6 separate regions of the Mus musculus genome follow, and all the other regions are linked to region 3. Evidence: chromatin contacts called from public Hi-C, HiCAR-type and HiChIP or PLAC-seq data. All regions are on one chromosome and are shown on one strand. Each heading gives the region's core, a stretch centred on a gene start, on an enhancer-like site or on the middle of the called end of the contact. The rest is flanking DNA. Distances are from core to core; before and after follow the strand shown.

Region 1 (3,007 bases), core at 194-2,693, 420 kb after region 3:
TTTTATAGCCGTGTTATTCGTGCATTTCCGGAAAAGCACACAATTCAAGCCCTCAATGTCCCAGGTATCGTAGTCCTAGGCACTCCACTAATAGCCAGCATCACTCCAGCCCTGTGTGGCTTCTCACAAACACATCTGCCACAGCTCTCTAAGCGGCTTGTAATCGAAGAGGCCCGAGAAAAAGACACACTGTAAGAGTGCTTGGGTGGAAGGAAAAAAAATAAATAAAGAGGAAAAAAATACGTAAAGGAAGAAAATTAGAAAAGTGCAGCCACTAAAGAATAGTGACAGAAAAAAAACCAAACAAACAAATAAACAAACAAAACTACCCGCCCCATCCCCAAACATACGTACAAACAAAAAGACAAAACCGCGGAAGGACAAGTCCGCTCACTACTGAGTGGAAAATTTGGAAATCATTCCAGGACCGGCTTTATACAGAAGGATCAAACCCGGTTTGTGTAGATGCCTGTTAACGCCTGCTACAAAATTCTTGAGAGGCGAGGGCCGGTGTCTGCAGCTGCAGCCGCTGGGCCGCTGCCCGCTTGCATCCAAATTCCAGCGTCTGGAAGCGAGAGGCCCGGATTGTTTCCTCACTCCGGCCGGCCGCGGATTCCTTCCTGCACGTATTTTAGGGCAATAATAAACGCCTTGTGAAGCTGGGCATGTTTTAAATTACAATATTCCTGGAAGATCTAGTCGAGAATCTAAGTGTTTGGCTTTACGAATTTCTAAATTTAAAACTGTCCATGACTTCTTCACAGGCCCTACAGATTTTTTTTCCGTTAAAAAAAAAGTGTTTATGTGAGGAGAAATGTGCAAACAAAAGCATTCCAGTCTGTGAATGCACGGTAAATAAATACGGAGGAGAGGATGATCTAAGCGTGTCATTATTGATAAAGTAAAAAATGTTGTTTTAGATTCTCTTTTCTGTGTTTTTTCTTACGAAGCCAAGCTTTTAGCTTGCCTATGTACTGAAAGCAGTATTTTGTAAATACATTTATTTATAAATGTCATATTCATTTTTAATTTGACAATGATCATTTGTAACAAAAAATTGTTAGCTTAATTTTAGGAGTTTTATTATTCGTTTGACTACTTATTGATATTTTAAGCAGCAAACCTAAAATTAATAACCAAGGCTTTGATAGCTGCTTATTTTTGTTTCATTGAAAGTCCTTATTTTATTAGGTAGATATATAGCTGAATTAATTTTTGAAACGATGAGTAAAAACGATATTTTTCTTTCGCTTTGCTAGAGCAAAAGTATATTTTCATTCTTCTCCGTCCGACTCCTGCTCTTCTAGCAGCCACAGCAAACTGACAGGCTCCAGCCTGTTGGAGGACTAGTATGCAAATTTCGGATGATTGACACCTCTAGTGGAAACCAATCACGCTACAATAGGCTGCTGATTGGCTAACTATGGTCTGACGTATAATTGACGTTTTTAAAACATATTATCCAATCACAACAAGTCATGCAAATAAGTGAAGGAATCATATTACCAGAGATCAGAGGAAACTTGAGTACGCCCCCACGTGTTCAGTAGCCGGTACTGCAGAAACTACTGCCAAACTGTACGAAATACTCAATTCTACTGCTCGCTTTAGCCTTTCTTAAACTTTTTTGTCACTGAATATAAATGATCATTAAAAATTCCCCAAGAGGTATGATGGTTCATTTAAAAATATCTATGTGGCTACAGACTTTCAGAATCTATCCCCGTTTTTTTGTTTTTGTTTTTTGTTTTTGCTAATATTTTTATCCTCAAATCTAATCTTCTGTAACGAAGATCGTCCTTCTTCGTCTCAAGAGGACGAAGTTTACACAGCCGTTTGGTGAAGAAATCCCTGTAGGTTCAGACCTACAGGTCAGTGGAATTTGGTGGCTGTCGTGAAGTTCCACGTGTTACCGCCAGATGGCATAAGGCTCATCTTTTCTTTGCCTCTCAGCACTCTCCCCAAATTCTGCAAGTAATTTAGAAAAATTAATAACCAAACAGTTTTATATTTTATAACCGAGTGAAGTGGGACACCCTTGTACTATTAGAAAGCTACATATTACGAAAATCAGTTTGTTGGTTGTTGCTTTAATGGGAAGCTTCCTCTTGAGACTTTTGCCCAGTCAAGTTTTAGAGTAAACTACACATTCAGTGTTTGCAAAAACTTTTCCTTAAAGGGAACTGGGCGGCCATAAGGGATCGAGGCGGCCGCGCTTCGGGAGTGTCATTTTCGGTTTTTTAGGAATTAAAGTGAAATTAAAGTTGGAGGGGAAAGCTTAATTTTCCAACGACCACTCTTCCTTTCCCCAGATGCCTGCCTGGTCGCAGCCCGGGAGCCGAAGGTTGCGTTGCTGCTTTCGGACACATTTGCAGTTAACACACCCGGCTCTTTCAGCGATTCGTGTTGGGACCTCGGTCACAGGAAGGACTTTCTGTGCTTTAGTATCGTTTCTAGGGCAGCGCTTTTGTTTTGCCAACTCCAGCGGAAGACACGAGGATGAAACCCCGGGAAAGCTTTATCTCTGGCACCTCCAGTGTATATGTTTTTCTCTTTGGACTTATCAGGAAGAGAGGTGTTCGTGCGACCACAACCCCAAGGCCAGACTAAGAGCTAATGGTATTTTCAGAGGGGAGAAGGGAAGAAAGAAAAGAAAATCAAGTTGACAGGCGAGCTCTGCAGTTTCCACGAACATATTACGGGTTGACCACGCGGCCTCTTCACCCACCCACAAAAACCCCTGTACTCCGCTTTGGATCACTATACCTAATAGTCATGAAATTTAAAATCGTACCCAGTCTTCAAAAAATAACTCTGAAAAAGGCATATTTATTACTTTAAAAAAAATCACTCAGAATCCAGCCACGAGGCCCTCGTCCTACAAAATAGCGATTCATAGGCTTGTTACTTTGGGTTTCCCGTCTGCTGAATTTTATTTAGAAGCCAGTGATTAGAGTGGTTTCTCTAGTCCTCTCTCCTGCGGCCCCCTAACTGAGTTTACTTTACA
Region 2 (3,188 bases), core at 289-2,788, 390 kb before region 3:
CCTCTCAGAGTCAACTTTCTGTCACCGGTTGTCAGTGTGTGTGTGTTAGGGATTCTGATAGCACATGGATTGTGCTGTCTCCTGTCCCTCAGCTTGTTAGGTTTTGGGAACACTGGATGGGTTAGCATGTGTGATTCACCTACACTTTCCCAACAGCTTTATAAACTCATTCTTGCTCTTAAAAACTAATTAACCAGAAAAATTCCTTGCCTTATCAAATTTATTTATTAATGAAATCTATTTTGATCTGTCACTGATTGGTACTTGAGACAAAGTTCAAAGGCCATCTGTCAGTGTAATTGCTAATATATTAAATGCCTCAGCACATTTATATTGTAAATTATATGTTCTTGGAATTAAAAAAGTCGTGTGAGTTTTCTGCCTTTAACTCTTTATAGTGTCTCAGTTTCTGAGTAATAAAAGTGGGATTAATGCCAAGTAGCCGTGTGTCTGTGAGCATGTGTTTGTGCATGTGTGTGCATATGTATGCACGTGTGCCCATGTTCACAAGTGATGGAGGTCCAAGATGGTAGTAGTGCCTAAGCTCCCTGAGACATCACCGAATGCCCAACTGTCCTGTGCTGCAAAAGCATGACGACAGCAGACAGACATTTCCCAGCATCATCCAGCAAAACAGTGTGCGTGCTTTTTACTGTAAAATTTACTTGGAACATGTCTTGAAATATTGCTGCTTCTTTAGCAAGTCATAGATAATACACAGTGGAAATTGTGTTTTGAACAAAAACAAAGGAATTTTTATAAATAAAAATAAAGCCTGCAGGTCAATTGTTTAATTCTGAGACTAGCATATGGAGCCATTACCTAGGCAGAATTCTCTTAGAAAACATACAGAACTTAACAAATGCCATCATCAAATACAAAACAAAGTGGAAGGTAGACAGAAAAACAAAAGTAACACCCCCTCACCGACAGCTCTTCCAAAACACGCTTCAGTGCTTACCGCGTATGGATTCTCTGTGGTTGGGTCAAGGTTTTAGTACTAGGCCAGTGCTGAAAACAGAAATTATGTTCTATCTTTTAGTTATATATCTTATCATTCACAAGTAATGCTTGGACTGTTTAAGCCCTGAACAACCCACTGGCATGGTATTTAGAATCTGTCATTAGGGTTTCACAGGAAGGAGGTGAGGTGGTAGTAATTGATTTATCCCCACTACACGCAGCCTCCCGCTCTTCTTCCACTCTGCCCTCCCTTGGGCAATACTCATAGGGTCGAGCTGCCAATCTGTAGACTTAATTTTTTCCAGCAGTACCATCTGGCTTCTTGGCACCACAAGTTATGTTGGTTCTTTGTGGTTGCTATAAACAAGATGAGTTTGTCATATTGTTAGACAACTTATAGGTGGTTTGTTGTGGCTTGATCCTGTTTCCTTGCAACTAATTATTGATTATTATTTAGAGAACCTTCTCTGGTGTTTGTGAGAGCACAACAAGGTTTCTCGTGAAAAGAATGGAACACACCAAAACAGATTCTGGATGCCAGCTGGGGGCTCTCCTGAGTTCTGTCGGCTTCTTCAGCAGCTTCTCCTTTCAAGACAGATTAATTTCAAGTTAATGGTAGAGGCTTTCTCTTTCATTCAGAGCACATGCATTTGTTTTGAAAATTACTTGAATGTGTGTTTAAAATCCCATTTTGATTGCCCTCATGACCCTAACATGAATATTTAGAAATCTCAGTTAGTGTGCAGATAGCTCTCTAACATCTGCATTACTGTCTTTCTTTCTTCATCTGTCATTTTGAAAATGATCATCTGTTTATATTTTGTGTTTCATTTTGTAGATGAGGGGTTTTACTTTCATGTCTCATAACATCCATAAACAAATCAAAAAATGATTATGAAAAGTTTATCTGAGTTTCAATAATTGAAAAGATATGTCCAGGCATGTATTCATAAAACTTAAGCCATTTTCCATAACACATAGTAAACCAGACATATTTTTTTCTAAAGTAAATATTATAAAACTAATTTCTTAAACTCTTAAGGGTTCTTTTTATAAAGTAGCTCATTTCGACAGGGACTTAATTGATCACATTTGTGTTAATTCTTCATGGAACATGATCTTCATATTCTTTAGGAAGTTTTTAAGAGTTGCTCATTCATGTGAAAGTGTTTCTCTTGAGTTTGTTTTTAATTAGATGCTATGTAATCTATGTTGCTTCATAATAACGAAAGGATACCGATGTTGAAAATGCATACCTTGAGTCTTTTTAGTTGCTGGCATAAGGACATTTGAAACTCATGAACTGATTTAGTGGGGATTATTTTCATACCACCATATTAGCAAGCAGTAACTACAAAGTTGACTTTGCAGAACATTTTCAGAATGTTGAGCAAAATGCACGGCTAAACTGATGTAATTTGCTTGTGATGTGACGATAAGGTCCAGTTGTTAATAATTCCTTTGGTTCTAAGTATGTGAAGAAAAGGAGCAGTGAATGTCACTCGGGGAGAAGAGCTAAATCAGATGTCACTGGAGTGATTCATGTGCTGACTGGAATGGTTAACATGCATTTTATTCTACTGTCTAGCAGAAGGAGGTGGGCTATAGAAAAATGAATTCTTCACTGAATAATTCACAACAATTATATCAAATTTTAATAACTTGAGCTAAGAAGGCATACATATGATTCATGTTCTCAGAATTACTCACATTAGAGATTAATTGTGATTTCTTAAACAAAAATACACTCATAAGTGTTTTTAATTGGTAAATCATGATCAGTTTTCTATTTATTAAAGTAGCATCATTTGATCAGTTTTTAGCTATAATTTAACTTGAAGTTTAGGCATCACAATTCATCTGCTGTCATAAATGTCAGCTCATTAGATTTTGCCTCTAATACCAAAAAATGCCTCGAATTGTTTGTTGGCTTCATCTCAAACTCGGATATGTAAAGAGGACAGTAGAACATTTTTCTTTGAAATCACAGAGAGTTCAGTGACCTTTCAGTGGCAAATTATGTAGAAAGAAAATATTTATATTCATTTAAAATAACCTCCGTGAAGAAATCGTCTCATTACCCTGTTTGATCAATTTCTTGTAGCCTGAGCTGTAGCATGCTGCTGTTGCCATTGGTTGATGGAGTACACTGAGTAGTGGCTAATGGTGATGGTGCTCATCAGGAAGGGTTCAGCCAGCGGTCAGCAACAAATAATTCAAGGCTC
Region 3 (2,909 bases), core at 244-2,743:
ATTAATTACATAAATCCTTCCCGATTCATTGTGCGTTTGCAGCCCTGATTGTGTCTTACATTACTCCGTGACACAAGGCCTTTTGGCTCCTGTTGTTCCAAAGAAAGGCCCCATTTAAGTGGAGGCTGCCTGCCACGGCAAAAATGTTAAATGTCACACGTTAAATGTGCACTTTTCTGTAATTGCTTTTGTTAAAAAAAGAAAAAAAAAAGATTAAAGTACAGGGCTCCTAACACAGTACCGTGCTGAGGGCTGGAACTGTACTGAGCACCCGCTTGGACGGTGAGACGCCTCTGCTCTGCCTCTAGCAGGACATACAGACTCTTTGGCACCCATGCTCTGCAGGAAGAAGCCAGAAGGTTGTGTTTGTGAAAATAAACCCAGTTCCCCAAGATCAATACTAGCAAATATAGACCTTTGAATATGCCTTTTTTTAAAATGAGAGGATTAAAATCTGAGTCCAGCTTCTCGTCAGGTGTTAAGAGTACTATTAAGTGTGTAACCCATATTGGACCTAGTTAACTTGAAAAGAGAGGCACATTATACAAGAGTATATGGTACATGTGTAGTTTTAGCATCACCCAAAAGGATGCTCCTGATGGCTTTGCTATTTAGATTTATAACTGATATGTACCTACAGAAAATAGAATTGAGGACTCAGAGGACCACAAAATTATCCAGGTCAAATGTTTTCTTTTCTTTTCTTTTCTTTTTTCTTTTGTCCAAATGAGCTTAGAGTCACAGCTAGGTAGACTGTGATCTGCCGTGACATGACTCTCAACACCTAGTGCCATCTCCCCCTTCACCCCCTCTGTCTTGCTTTCTGGCCCGATGCAGATTTAGCCTGAACCATCTCACCACAGGCTTAGAGTCTGGAGAGCACAAGCCAGCAGATGATGCTCTGGGCATAGACTGCAGGGTATCAACGCGCCACGCTGCCCGACAGCGACCCCGTCCGTCCACCCGTGGCCTCGCACCGCAGGTCAGCTTCAAGTGACCTGGCTCAGCAGCTTGGGGACCTACATCTCCCCACGCGCGACCCAGAACCTGGACGCACGCGATTCTTTCCCAGGGACGAAAGTTCCGCTCCTGGGCCCAACCGGGTCAGGCAAGAGAGGAAGGTTAGCGTATTGGGCTCCGGTCTGGAAGGTTCCAGGCTCCTGGGAATAAGCGCACAGCGCAGCGTGGGGTCAGCTAAGGCTGGAGCTGATGGAGCCATGTGCACTCTCTCGGAGGGCGGCGGTCTGAAGAACAAAGGCCCACGTGCCTCCCCCACCCACGCCCGGCACGTGTGCGGTGGCTTTGTTTGGTCCTCACTGTCTGGGTGCGGGACGCTGGCGGTGCCGGAGGCAGGTGGGCCATGGTAAATCGCTCTCCACCCGCCCACTCCAAATGGCTTCCTCCCATCCCCCACTCAGTTCCGCAGAGCAGTTGCTATGGGTTACCAGGGCGGTTGCCATGGGTTACCCAACCGAGGAAGCGGGAGCATGCGTGGGATGGCAGGAGCTTGAGGGCTGCTGAGCCGAGGCCCACGGGGGTGGGGGACTGAGCTATAAAGAAGGTCCAGGTAAGAGTCGAAATCCACGCGCTATGACACTCAGAGCCTGCTGGCTTCTGCAGCATCTCTACTTCTCTTTTGCTTAAAGCAGAGTGGATTCCGCACAAATTTTTGTAGCTTAGTGTTCTTCTCTCCCTCTTTTCTAATCTATCTTTTGAAAATAAGTCTTTGGAATTTTGAAGGAAAAGGGTCATGAACTACCAGAGTTTTTGCTGCTAAAATAAATTAATGTCCAGTGCACTATTTTTAACAAGGACCTAGAAGTTTCCAGCAAGAGGGAAAGGGTTTGACTTAAGGGCTGACAGTGGTGACTGGACTGTAAAACGCGTCCAGCCAAGAACAAAGCCCTGAACCCATTGTGAATGTATCAAACTCCAAAGGAATTGTTTCTTTACATGCTAAATTATTTTTAGCTCCATTTATTAAAATGTCTGCATTTCTTGCCTTGACTTGCAAAGAAAACTGTATCTATGCCTTTAATGAATGTCAAGTTGCCACAACTAAGTTCAGACATTTTACGTTTAAAAATGTGTTCATAGCAAATTAAGAAATGGTTTTCTTCAGAAACAAAACTGTATTGAAATAAATGCTTTCTCGGTGGAAAGGACGGCGTTGTACTCATCCGGCACCAGCTAACTAATTTAAATATTTTTTAAAAAGACAATTTAGAAACAGAATAAGCCTTCTTAATTTTTGTACTTAAAAAAAAAAATTAGGCCTTTCATGAAAATGGCTCAATCCTGAAAACCTTATTGTACACATTTAACTTGATAATAAACCCTTAAAGAAGCAACAAAATAAAGAAGCTGGGCTCAAGACAACATCCAGCTGCCACTGTTGGCTAGAACATGGATAAACTAAATAAATTTGATTAAGTGCTAATGTCATGTAAGAAGTTTTATGCGTTTACTTCTCCATGTTGCTAATAACTTGTTTGTATTTGTTGTTAAATATAATTTGAAGTAGACCTGAAGAGCTCTGGCAAAATATATTTAGTATCTTAAGGAATGGCAAATGATTGAAGACAAACATTTGTGGTTTCCCCTAGTGTTTTTTTTTTAACTGAAATTTTTAACTAGAATGAAAATCACTTTGTAGCAAAGGAGACTTTAAGTCTTAAGTAACAGGTTGTTGACTTTCACTGCCAACACCTTCAGCTACGTATAAAGTCAACTCTAAAACAAAATACAAAGGATTATGACCTTTCAGGTGCTGTACCTGCAGAAAAATCCAGAAAAATCGAGTTTTGCTGACTGTAAACCATAAGACATACAGAACTACGATTCTTAAAGCTTAATTCACATTTAAAATAACACTAAATGTATCCTCTGCTTAGTTACATGTTAAATGC
Region 4 (2,943 bases), core at 388-2,887, 440 kb before region 3:
AGAGATTGGCTGAAAGTGGGAGGGAGCCCTTCGGGGTAAAGAGAGCGGGCGGGAGGGGCACTATTAGGAGAGAACGATTCATTTTTACGGTTCTTGCACGGTTGTTGTTTTTTTTTTTTTTTCCCAGTGCCAGCTTTGGCTACATCGTTGATTGTGCATCTTAGTCTACGTTTGGGTATTAATCACCCTGAGAAGCTGCCCTAACTCGTTTGGAGTGTATATGGGAAGTCACATCTCAGACGCTGTCATCTCAGCTCGAGATGAAGTTAACACATCTTCGCTGAGTAGTTAATTCAGTGTCACTGGGGACAGATTGCATTGTTTATGGACTTCACGTGGGGGCAGGAGTAAGAAGAACACAGCAAGAACACTGCTTTTCTCCCTACATTTCTGTAGACCTGCACAATTTCAATCACAATTCTCCTGGGTAGAGACGATGTCCAATTCAACAGCCTGAGCTGCAGTTAGCAATTGTTATTGCTCAATAAATATTATGGTAGTAATTCTTGGAAGGCTGGGATGCTTGTAGTTTAGACAAAGCTCTCACCAGCTGAGGAGCTGAGCTTAAAGTGCCATCATATTTCTAGCAAGTCAGAAGTGTTAAGCCCCCTGTTAGCCTGCTCATCATGTGGTATTTTCACAGCATTTCTCCTTAGGACAGAGCAGCTAATAAGGGCCTCTGAACTTAGTGATAGCCACATTTTGTTCTTTGTGGGTTATATGTAGGCTGTAATCTGTACCAATGAGTTGGGAAAGTGGCTGTTTAAAAAGGAAACTATAATTAGGGTTAGCAGGCTTCCACATCCTCTTTCCTATTTATTAGAATTTATTTAGGGAATCTGAGCGAGCAGCTCTTATATACAAAACACAGAAGTAGAGAGCATGGGTGACAGCCTTTCATAACTTCACCCATATGTCTCCGAGCTTATATCATTTGGATCAGAGGTATTCAACTTGTGCGCCTTGACCCTTTTGGGAATTGAATGACCTTTGCACAGAGTTTGCCTAAGACCACTGGAAAACACAGATATTTGCATTATGGTTCATAACAGTAGCAAAATTACAGTTATGAAGTAGCAAAAAAAAAATTATGGTTGGAGGTCACCACAACGTGAGGATCTGTATTAAAGGGTTGCAGCATCAGGAAGGTTGAGAACCGCTGGTTTAGATGGAGGCAGATGAGGACACCAGTAGTGTTGGGCAGAGCTTTCACAGAGTATGACCTCCGCATCCACAGGACCTGAACTTGGCTCCCCACGTCTTAGTTGCATGCTTAGAAACTGATGACTTAGTTTGTGGAGATGAAATAATTATGACGACAGTTGAATTAATGCTTGCCCAGCAAACTGTCTCACGCACAGTAAGAATTCTTTAATTTCATTTTCTTTTTTCTTCTTCATCTCCTTTTTCCTCGTTTAATTTCTTTAAAAAAATTAAAACGATTAATTTTTTATGTGTATGAGTGTTTTGCCTGCCTGCAAGCAAGTGCACCATATGCATGCAGTTCCTGGGGAAGCCAGAAGAGGGCACTGGATCCTAGATGATATACATGGTTTTGCGACACCATGTGGGTGCTGGGAACTAAACCTAGAGTAGCCAGTGCTCTTAACTGCTGAGTCATCTCCCCAGCCCATCTTTTCATTTGAGGCGGTGTCTCTCTATGTAGCCCAGGGTAGAATCAGCCTTGAGTTCTTCCTGCCTCAGCCTCCTGGGTTGCTGGGATTACAGGGCTGCACATAGCTTTAGGATCTAAATAATGCATTCTAATAAACACATTATTTCTAGGAGGTGCAGTGGGAGGAACCCCTCTAGATGCGATTGCAGGAGGTTAACTCTGGAAGCAGTGGATGAGCTGGTAGTTGCTGGAGTGAGGGGGAGCTTCTTCATCACTGGGAATGTGATGTCACCAAGGGCCTGGGTAGGGGCGGGGGTGGGGAGGTTTGGGTTGGGGTGTGGCCGTGTTGCCTTTGACAAATACAGAACCCAAGATGGCCTTATTTACAAGGAAAATAATGATTTAAGTTTTTTTTCTTTAAATTAGTGGTTATTTTAGTTCTCAAGATTATTAAAATTTTTCTTTTAAGAAAATATTTCTTAAATAAATGACTCTAAGAAAGCTAAAATCTTGAGGCATTCATATCACGAGTAATATGACTTTCAAATGGCTTCCTATGAGCTATGCCAGGAAGTCACATAATATGTAATGAATTATGTCATGTGCCTTTGGCATAAGGATGCATTAGGCATATTAACATGCTGGACACTCTCTCCAGTCCCCCTGCATCCCTTCACACCTTAACAGCACTGGGGCATATAGAGTGATGATTACTAATAATTTAGCAGGAAGAATAGATCTTCACATTCGTATTGATTTATCTTTGCACCCGTTTAAAAGACCTCCAATAAATATTTAAAGGGTATATATTCACTTACCAATAAGGCATGCATCAAGAGTCATTACAGAATATTCTCCCAGTGCTAAATTTGGTTGAAAAGTGAGCAAATTGAATTGCAAACAAGATGTCCCTTTGAGTGGCAATGCTTTTATTTCCCTTACTGACAGAGTCACACTGAGATGCATCCCCGAATTCAATGGTTATTGTATAAGCCTTAGGCAAATTAGCTAGGGAATATTAATTCACCTTACAACTCCTCAAAATCCATTATTACACTCCTGGTTAAGATGATTTCTGTTAATAATATTAGCTATGATCTTGAACTCTGAAGGTCACAGAAACAGGAGTTGGTCAGGAATTGAAATCAATGGAGCTGAGCGAGAGGCATGCATCCGCCTACACACGGAAGCAATCACCTCAGGCTGAGTATTAGATAACGGCGGAATATACTGCAAAGCCTTCTACCCCTCTCCTACCACCCAACGTCTATAAGGTCAATGAGAGAACACCAAAGGCTTTTACCTAGAAATCACCTAGTACCTTGCAT
Region 5 (2,962 bases), core at 299-2,798, 490 kb before region 3:
TGTTCTCAATCCTCTATACACACACACACACACACACACACTGGGACACTGTTCTCACTCATCTATATACACACACACACACACACTGGGACACTGTTCTCAATCCTCTATACACACACACACACACACACACACACACACACACTGGGACACTGTTCTCAATGCTCTATACACACACACACACACTCACACACACACACACACACACACACTGGGACACTGTTCTCACTCATCTATACACACACACACACACACACACTGGGACACTATTCTCAATTCTCTATACACACACACACTGGGACACTGTTCTCACTCATCTATACACACACACACACACTGGGACACTGTTCTCAATCCTCTATACACACACACACATACACACTCACACACACACACACACACACACACTAGGACACTGTTCTCACTCATCTATACACACACACACATACACACACTGGGACACTTCTCAATCCTCTATACACACACACACACACACACACACACACACTGGGACACTGTTCTCAATCCTCTATACACACACACACACACACACACTCACACACACACACACACACACACACATAGGTATACTAAAATAAATCTTTCAAAAACTAAAACCAGCCGCTTGAAGTGAGTTTAGATTTTTTTCAGTGACTAAATCAATTTTACTTTGATAGTAATGATGTATAAAATAATTTAATAAGCACACATACCTTATAATATAGTAGGACTCTTGATTTGGAAGATTGAAATCCCGGTCTCTTTACTGAGTTGATTCAGTGCGGTCTGCTGAGATGGTTTCGTTGTTAATTGAGCCATCTTACAGCGAGACAGGCAGATTAAAGAACGTAATTTACTACTCTCTCCCTCAGCTCGTGGCTAATTTTAGGGATATACATACTATTTTTTTTTCAACAGTGTTAAGATGATCAAAGTTACAGCTGTTGCTCAAGCTCTCTCTGGGGATTGAGTGACTTAGAGTAATGTGCCTAAAATACCAGTTTCCCCACTTTGTTTGCTTCAGTTATGATCCTCAAGGCAGCCTCAACACTGATCTCTCAGAGAGAAAACGAGTTGATGGGTTTATATGCCTTTTTAGCCATGACTAACAACTACAGTTTTACTTTAAGATGATGAAAAGAAAAAGAAATATTGTTCATGTTTACCATTATGTTTTAAGAAAACTTGAAATTAAAACATCATATTCCTTCCCTGTGAAAACAAACTTCTGTGATTTCACCCTGAGGCTTTGACAGTTAACCACGAACAAGGGTTTGAAGAACGCTCGCTCTTCTCCCTGGTCCCTCCTGAGAACTTTGTAAGCTTTGCGTGTAAATGCAAACAAAAAAATGCTAAGCCTTTTGATGTTGAAGATTTGATGGCATCTCCAAATCTCCAGAGTAAATTCAAGGATTATGAGCTAGGACAGGCACACACAGGAAAGCACGAGAAACTAACAGTAAATATGCGCGACACCGGCTCCCAACAGAGCGCAGCAGAGTCTGAGTCACTAACAAAGAGTGTTAGTGGGAGAGGTGGGAGGAGAGAGGTGGCAGAAGCCATCCATTGGCTACATTCACATTCATGTTCATTTACATGCTAACGAAAGAACAGGGTTCACTCAAAGGCCTTTTTTTTCCTTCCTTATTCTTTTTCTTTCCTTTTTTTTTTTTTTTTTTTTTTTTTTTTTTTTTACGACAGGGTCTAAGCAGAGTGAAATTCAATTCTAGTCAGACCTGGGTCACCAGGGAGTTGATATCCCAAAGGCCTTTTTGTTCCCCTGGTGTTGAGATCTGAGTGAGTTAGTATTTAGCTGTTGGAGTCCAGGAAGCCTCTTACTAAGCAAGACAATGACCAAGGCTTGTGGAATCACCATAGCTCCACCCAGTCAGTGTCATTCTGAGAGGTGACCTCTGCATTTCCGCTACCCAGTGCGAGCTTGGTAGAAGTTGACCTGGTCATCCCAGGTCCAAGTGTCATTGATTGGCTGGTGATGGACAAGGCACAACGTGAATCTGTGTGATGCTTCATTCAACAAGTATCTTGGATTTATTACCTAAATCAATCTTGCTTTCCTCTTACTTGGCTTATTGTTTAACAACAGGAGCATGCGGGGACACATCCCCTTGTTTGCATCTGGTAGTGACTATCAGAAAGAGAAAGGTCTCCTAAAGCCTCACACAGGCATTGCACAACTGTTGAAGAAGGCGGCTGATCATAGAGTTACTAAGCTATCAGAAATGGACATGATGTATCTAAGGAAGAAGGCAGAACATGAGCAAACCTGATCCCCACCCCCCCTTTAAGAAATAAACTGGTGCTTTCTTCCCTTGCATGTTTCAAATGCTGAGGAAAAAAACAAAATAACCTTTAGCCTCAGAAGTTTCTTCTTTGGAACATTTCCCAATAAATACCAAGTACACAACCCTGAAAATATGAAACTTAAGGAATTAACTCAATAAAAATCGTGGTGACAAGAAGTGTGTTTCTGTCTCTATGGTACATATCTACTTTGGTTGCCTGTCGTCTATAGGTCCCAGTGTCCTAACTGAAGTGAAAACTTCCAGACTCGGTGGTGGGTATAAAAGTGACTAAAACCTCTCTAGCCCCACACTGTACTTCAAAATGTTCTTACTCTTTTCTTCCGCTATAAAACTAAGATGTTGTCCAAAATGCCCTTATAATATCTGCTATTAGCCTAGATCGAAGGATAAAGACTATTGAGGCCCACCTGTGAGAGGGACAAAGAGAGAGACACACAGAGAGAGAGAGAGAGAGAGAGAGATATGTCTTGAGTTTTTTTGGAGTTGTTATTGCTGAATCACATAGAAAAAGTTGAGTCACATATTTAACAAAAATAAAGCATTTCAAGTATTTTTTCTCTTCAGTACTTCATCCACAAAGCATGATTTGATTGTGTAGATTTACTGTGGTACACAGTAGTTTCATTGTGCTCTGAATA
Region 6 (3,205 bases), core at 502-3,001, 420 kb before region 3:
TGTCTTGAAAACAAAACAATAAATAGATAAATGGAGAAGAAGAGGAAGAGGAAGAGGGGGAGAGGGAGAAGAACAAGAAGAAGAAGGAGGAGGAGAAAGCTGCAGGGTACATGTGTTGGCATTTAGTCTAGGCTCCGCCTCACAGTTAGCTGGCAACAGTCAGGTGTGCCTGACTCACTATAAAAGGGGCTGCTTGCCCCCCTTCTCTCTCCCTCTCTCTCTTGCTCCCTTCTCTTCTATTGCTCCTGCTCCTTACCCTCTCTCTCCATGCCCCTCCCTGTGCTCTCCACATGCTTATTGCCTGCCTCTCCTCCCCTCCCCTCCCCTCCCCTCTCCTCTCCTCTCCTCTCCTCTCCTCTCCTCTCCTCTCCTTTCCTCTCCTGTCTTCTCCCCTCCTCTCCCCCTCTCTCTGCTTTTCTCTGTCTCCACTCAATTCCCCTCCCCATGCCCAAAATATTCTATACTATACTTTCCTGTGCTGGTATCTCAGCATGTCTCACAGAGACACCCCCTTCCCCCACACCATACTGTGCCTCCTACAAACATACTCCTGATTGGAGCTTTGACACAACATTCTGAGCACAACTTAGGAGAAATAAGAACAAACAAACCACTGTTTGTTTCTACCAATGTAGGTAGGTGATATTCAGATGTCATTTTGAAAATGATGTGCCTGGCAAAGGAAAGTGGAAGGTGCAACTTGATGTGTATCATTAGCCACCTTTCCAAGCATATTTTTAACTAAATACACACTTTACATTCAAAATGTTTTCCCTTGTCAGTTCCTCTCTGAAGACTCGTATCATCCTCTTTTGTATTTAAGTAGCTCTGGTAGCGTCATCTACATGACAAATATGTCTACACAGTAGGTTTTAATGGATTGTAAAGGTTGATGGCACTTGAATGTAATTATCATTTCTACACACACACACACACACACACACCACCCATTTTAAAGACTAAAGGACCCAGAACTTTTTGGATTTTAAGTGTAAACGTGTAATATTGAAAGACTCAACCTTTGCTGACTAGATTGAAGTAAATTTTATATTTTCCCTGTTCTAACCACTATTTGCAATTAAAAAATACTTAGAGCGGGCAACGGTACAGGTGGCTTTCTGGCACATTTCAGGTGCCTGACCCTAAAAGGATATTATCTAGAACTAATTCCGTCAGAGCGAGAGAAATCAACCACACCAAGAATAAGTAGGAAAGTAATGTCAGCGCCAATCAGAACGCTCCGCCGTTTTAGGACTAAGACTCTCAGGAAGGATTGGCGGAAAATGGGACTCCGTTACCTTCATCTAGTGGGACAAAGAAAGCCATGCTAGTTGGGGGGTAATGGTAGAAACTTCTTGGTGGGTTACCAGACGGGGGTTTAAACCTTGGTGGAAAAGACCAGTATTTAGATGACCCCTTAAAGGGAAAGTGCGTAAGCCTTGCGGAGGCTTTATTTTCCGGAATCCTGGAGAAAGAGAGGTGTGGCTGACATACCAGTAACGAAAATGGCGCGGACGAGCTTCAAGGGCCGGTCAGGTGACACAGCTCCAATTCGCTCCCTTCCTTCGGAGGCCTCGCCTCCTGCTCGCTTCCGCGTATGGGCGTGGCCTTCCCGGCTGTGTGTGGGCGTGGTCTACCCGGAGGCGCTTTCTTCGGACAGTCAGAAAGCAAGGTCTACGCAAGCGCAGTCAGGTTTTAAGGCCGGTCTCCCCGCCCCTTCACCCATAGCCCCGCCCAATTCTCCCGGGCGGGGAGGGGGCAGGGCCCGGCGTCCAGCGACCGCTGGCTGGAGAGCTAGTGACTTCCTTGTTGGCAGTCTCGGACGGGCCGTGTCCGGAGTCGTAGCCTCTCGGTGCTTACTCGGACCGCTATTGCGAGTCTAGGTCCAAGCCATTATCATGCCCAACCCCAGCTGTACCTCTTCTCCCGGCCCTCTCCCTGAGGAAATTAGGAACCTGTTGGCAGGTAAAGAGCGGGAAGGGGGCGGTGACGCTAGGGGCGGGGGCGCGGGGACGGCGAGCCGACAGGGACAGAAGCGCTTAGCCCTCACCCTATGCGGACGGTGGGGGGCGGGCCGTATAGGGGGACTGGGATGTCGGGACTAGAAGGGAGTGGGCGTGTATGCTGAAATGTGCTGATCCTCCCTGGACAGCCGGACAGTTATGCGTTTCATGAAGACCGGAATGTGAGGGCGGGAGATGGACAGCAAATGTTGATGAATGCATGTTTGAGAACTGCGAAAGCAGAAGTCCAAGCACTAGGTCCTGCCTGGGTGGCCTGGCCAGTAAGGATGCAGGTGCATCTGCAGGGCCGCAGGTGTTGGGAGTTAGGAGGCCAAAAGGCACTATTTCCAACCCCACCCCCATTTTCTTGAACAGTCAGGCCAAACATGTTTATAGTTTTGAAGGGTGCCCGATTTTCAAATAGCCACTATTTCTAAAGCCTCAGTAACTATTAAAAGTGAAAAAGGAAGGCTGTGTTAAAACTCCTACTTCCTGTATCATGTGATCAAGGAACTTCATCTTTGCAACCTCATCTTCCCCTTTTTGGTTTTACATTCCCATTTATAGGAACTTACTTGTAGGAGTTGAAATGCGGTTCCTCAGTTCCTCAGTTAGGTCAGTAATGTCTGGAGGTGTGTAGTTCCACTAAGCATCAAGAAAAGCTCGATAGTTCTGCACAAAATAAAAAATACATCTTTTTAGAGTATCACAAGTCTCACCTATCCTGATGGTCTTAGATACCACCATATACTTTGTCTTGTAGATGCTAACATCTGGAAATGGAATAATTTTAGTTTGGTTGTCTCTAAAACATTCCTTTCAATATAGATCATGGATTAAAAAGTTTCGCTTAGATGCCTGTGCTGTTAACTGTGTGTTTTAATCGTTAAAAACAATGTCCTCTAAAAGGTACATTTGAACTAGTAAGTTACAGTTGCAACAGTATGAGACCAAGCATCATAGAATACCTTGTTAAGCTGTTGGGTTGTTTGCATTATGTGTGGATGGAGACTTGTGTTTGTATGAACATGATGCAGGGTGAGGGTGTGCTATGTCACTCTGAGAAATGCTTCTCATCATTCATGGATAGCACTAAGAGAAATGATGAAAGAACTGTCGATGCTGATTTAAGGAAATGTTTTAGTTTCTTATATGAGAGCTTAGAGGAGTACCAGTTTGGTCTCATTACAGTTAACATTTTA

What was found. Hi-C and Micro-C count contacts between places; a contact is called where the count stands out from the background. HiCAR-type assays count read pairs that join an accessible place to other places. HiChIP or PLAC-seq counts read pairs in DNA pulled down with a chosen protein or histone mark.
Region 1: a contact with region 3 is called in an H3K4me3 HiChIP or PLAC-seq map of embryonic limb bud, with 6 times the contacts expected there. The contact joins two enhancer-like sites. A contact is called at or near these places in 1 of 15 datasets of contacts at CTCF or cohesin (the NIH/3T3 cell line), 1 of 484 Hi-C or Micro-C datasets (palatal mesenchyme) and 15 of 115 datasets of contacts at active chromatin or transcription factors (acute myeloid leukemia, craniofacial prominence, embryonic basal ganglia and 11 more).
Region 2: a Hi-C map of cerebellum shows a contact between it and region 3, with 3 times the contacts expected there. The contact joins two enhancer-like sites. A contact is called at or near these places in 1 of 15 datasets of contacts at CTCF or cohesin (the NIH/3T3 cell line), 4 of 484 Hi-C or Micro-C datasets (brown adipocytes, cerebellum, embryonic stem cells and 1 more) and 2 of 115 datasets of contacts at active chromatin or transcription factors (astrocytes and differentiating embryonic stem cells).
Region 4: a contact with region 3 is called in an H3K27ac HiChIP or PLAC-seq map of embryonic stem cells, with 6 times the contacts expected there. The contact joins two enhancer-like sites. A contact is called at or near these places in 1 of 15 datasets of contacts at CTCF or cohesin (embryonic stem cells), 29 of 484 Hi-C or Micro-C datasets (the Ba/F3 cell line, the C10 cell line, CD8 T cells and 4 more), 3 of 115 datasets of contacts at active chromatin or transcription factors (astrocytes and embryonic stem cells) and 1 of 9 other capture datasets (embryonic stem cells).
Region 5: a HiCAR-type map of embryonic stem cells shows a contact between it and region 3, with 2.6 times the contacts expected there. The contact joins two enhancer-like sites. A contact is called at or near these places in 2 of 115 datasets of contacts at active chromatin or transcription factors (astrocytes and embryonic stem cells).
Region 6: a Hi-C map of uterus shows a contact between it and region 3, with 3 times the contacts expected there. The contact joins the promoter of Skap2 here to the enhancer-like site in region 3. A contact is called at or near these places in 10 of 39 promoter capture datasets (the 3T3-L1 cell line, 3T3-L1-derived adipocytes, the HPC-7 cell line and 6 more), 38 of 484 Hi-C or Micro-C datasets (the 3T3-L1 cell line, CD4 T cells, DN3 thymocytes and 22 more), 12 of 115 datasets of contacts at active chromatin or transcription factors (acute myeloid leukemia, astrocytes, differentiating embryonic stem cells and 8 more) and 3 of 9 other capture datasets (adipose tissue, embryonic stem cells and liver).

The regions. Positions count from the first base shown.
Region 1 is chr6:51,169,522-51,172,528 of GRCm38.p6, reverse strand. No RefSeq gene overlaps it. Among named protein-coding and RNA genes, the nearest start is that of Gm32328, 4.6 kb to the right of the region's middle. Within about 2 kb of position 1,443, at least 215 of the 459 cell types and tissues checked have an H3K27ac peak or open chromatin away from gene starts, as enhancers often do. A contact at or near this core is called in craniofacial prominence, embryonic basal ganglia, embryonic limb bud and 3 more, where this site is marked.
Region 2 is chr6:51,975,896-51,979,083 of GRCm38.p6, reverse strand. The region is part of intron 4 of Skap2 (src family associated phosphoprotein 2); the gene reads left to right. Among named protein-coding and RNA genes, the nearest start is that of Skap2, 35 kb to the left of the region's middle. Within about 2 kb of position 1,538, at least 3 of the 459 cell types and tissues checked have an H3K27ac peak or open chromatin away from gene starts, as enhancers often do. A contact at or near this core is called in cerebellum, where this site is marked.
Region 3 is chr6:51,590,980-51,593,888 of GRCm38.p6, reverse strand. No RefSeq gene overlaps it. Among named protein-coding and RNA genes, the nearest start is that of Snx10, 69 kb to the right of the region's middle. Within about 2 kb of position 1,493, at least 187 of the 459 cell types and tissues checked have an H3K27ac peak or open chromatin away from gene starts, as enhancers often do. A contact at or near this core is called in DN3 thymocytes, adipose tissue, cerebellar granule neurons and 21 more, where this site is marked.
Region 4 is chr6:52,034,890-52,037,832 of GRCm38.p6, reverse strand. No RefSeq gene overlaps it. Among named protein-coding and RNA genes, the nearest start is that of Skap2, 24 kb to the right of the region's middle. Within about 2 kb of position 1,637, at least 8 of the 459 cell types and tissues checked have an H3K27ac peak or open chromatin away from gene starts, as enhancers often do. A contact at or near this core is called in embryonic stem cells, where this site is marked.
Region 5 is chr6:52,077,692-52,080,653 of GRCm38.p6, reverse strand. No RefSeq gene overlaps it. Among named protein-coding and RNA genes, the nearest start is that of Halr1, 24 kb to the left of the region's middle. Within about 2 kb of position 1,548, at least 42 of the 459 cell types and tissues checked have an H3K27ac peak or open chromatin away from gene starts, as enhancers often do. A contact at or near this core is called in embryonic stem cells, where this site is marked.
Region 6 is chr6:52,011,095-52,014,299 of GRCm38.p6, reverse strand. It overlaps Skap2 (src family associated phosphoprotein 2), which reads left to right and starts at 1,751. Exons shown (of 13, transcript NM_018773.2): 1 at 1,751-1,965. The coding sequence starts at 1,899.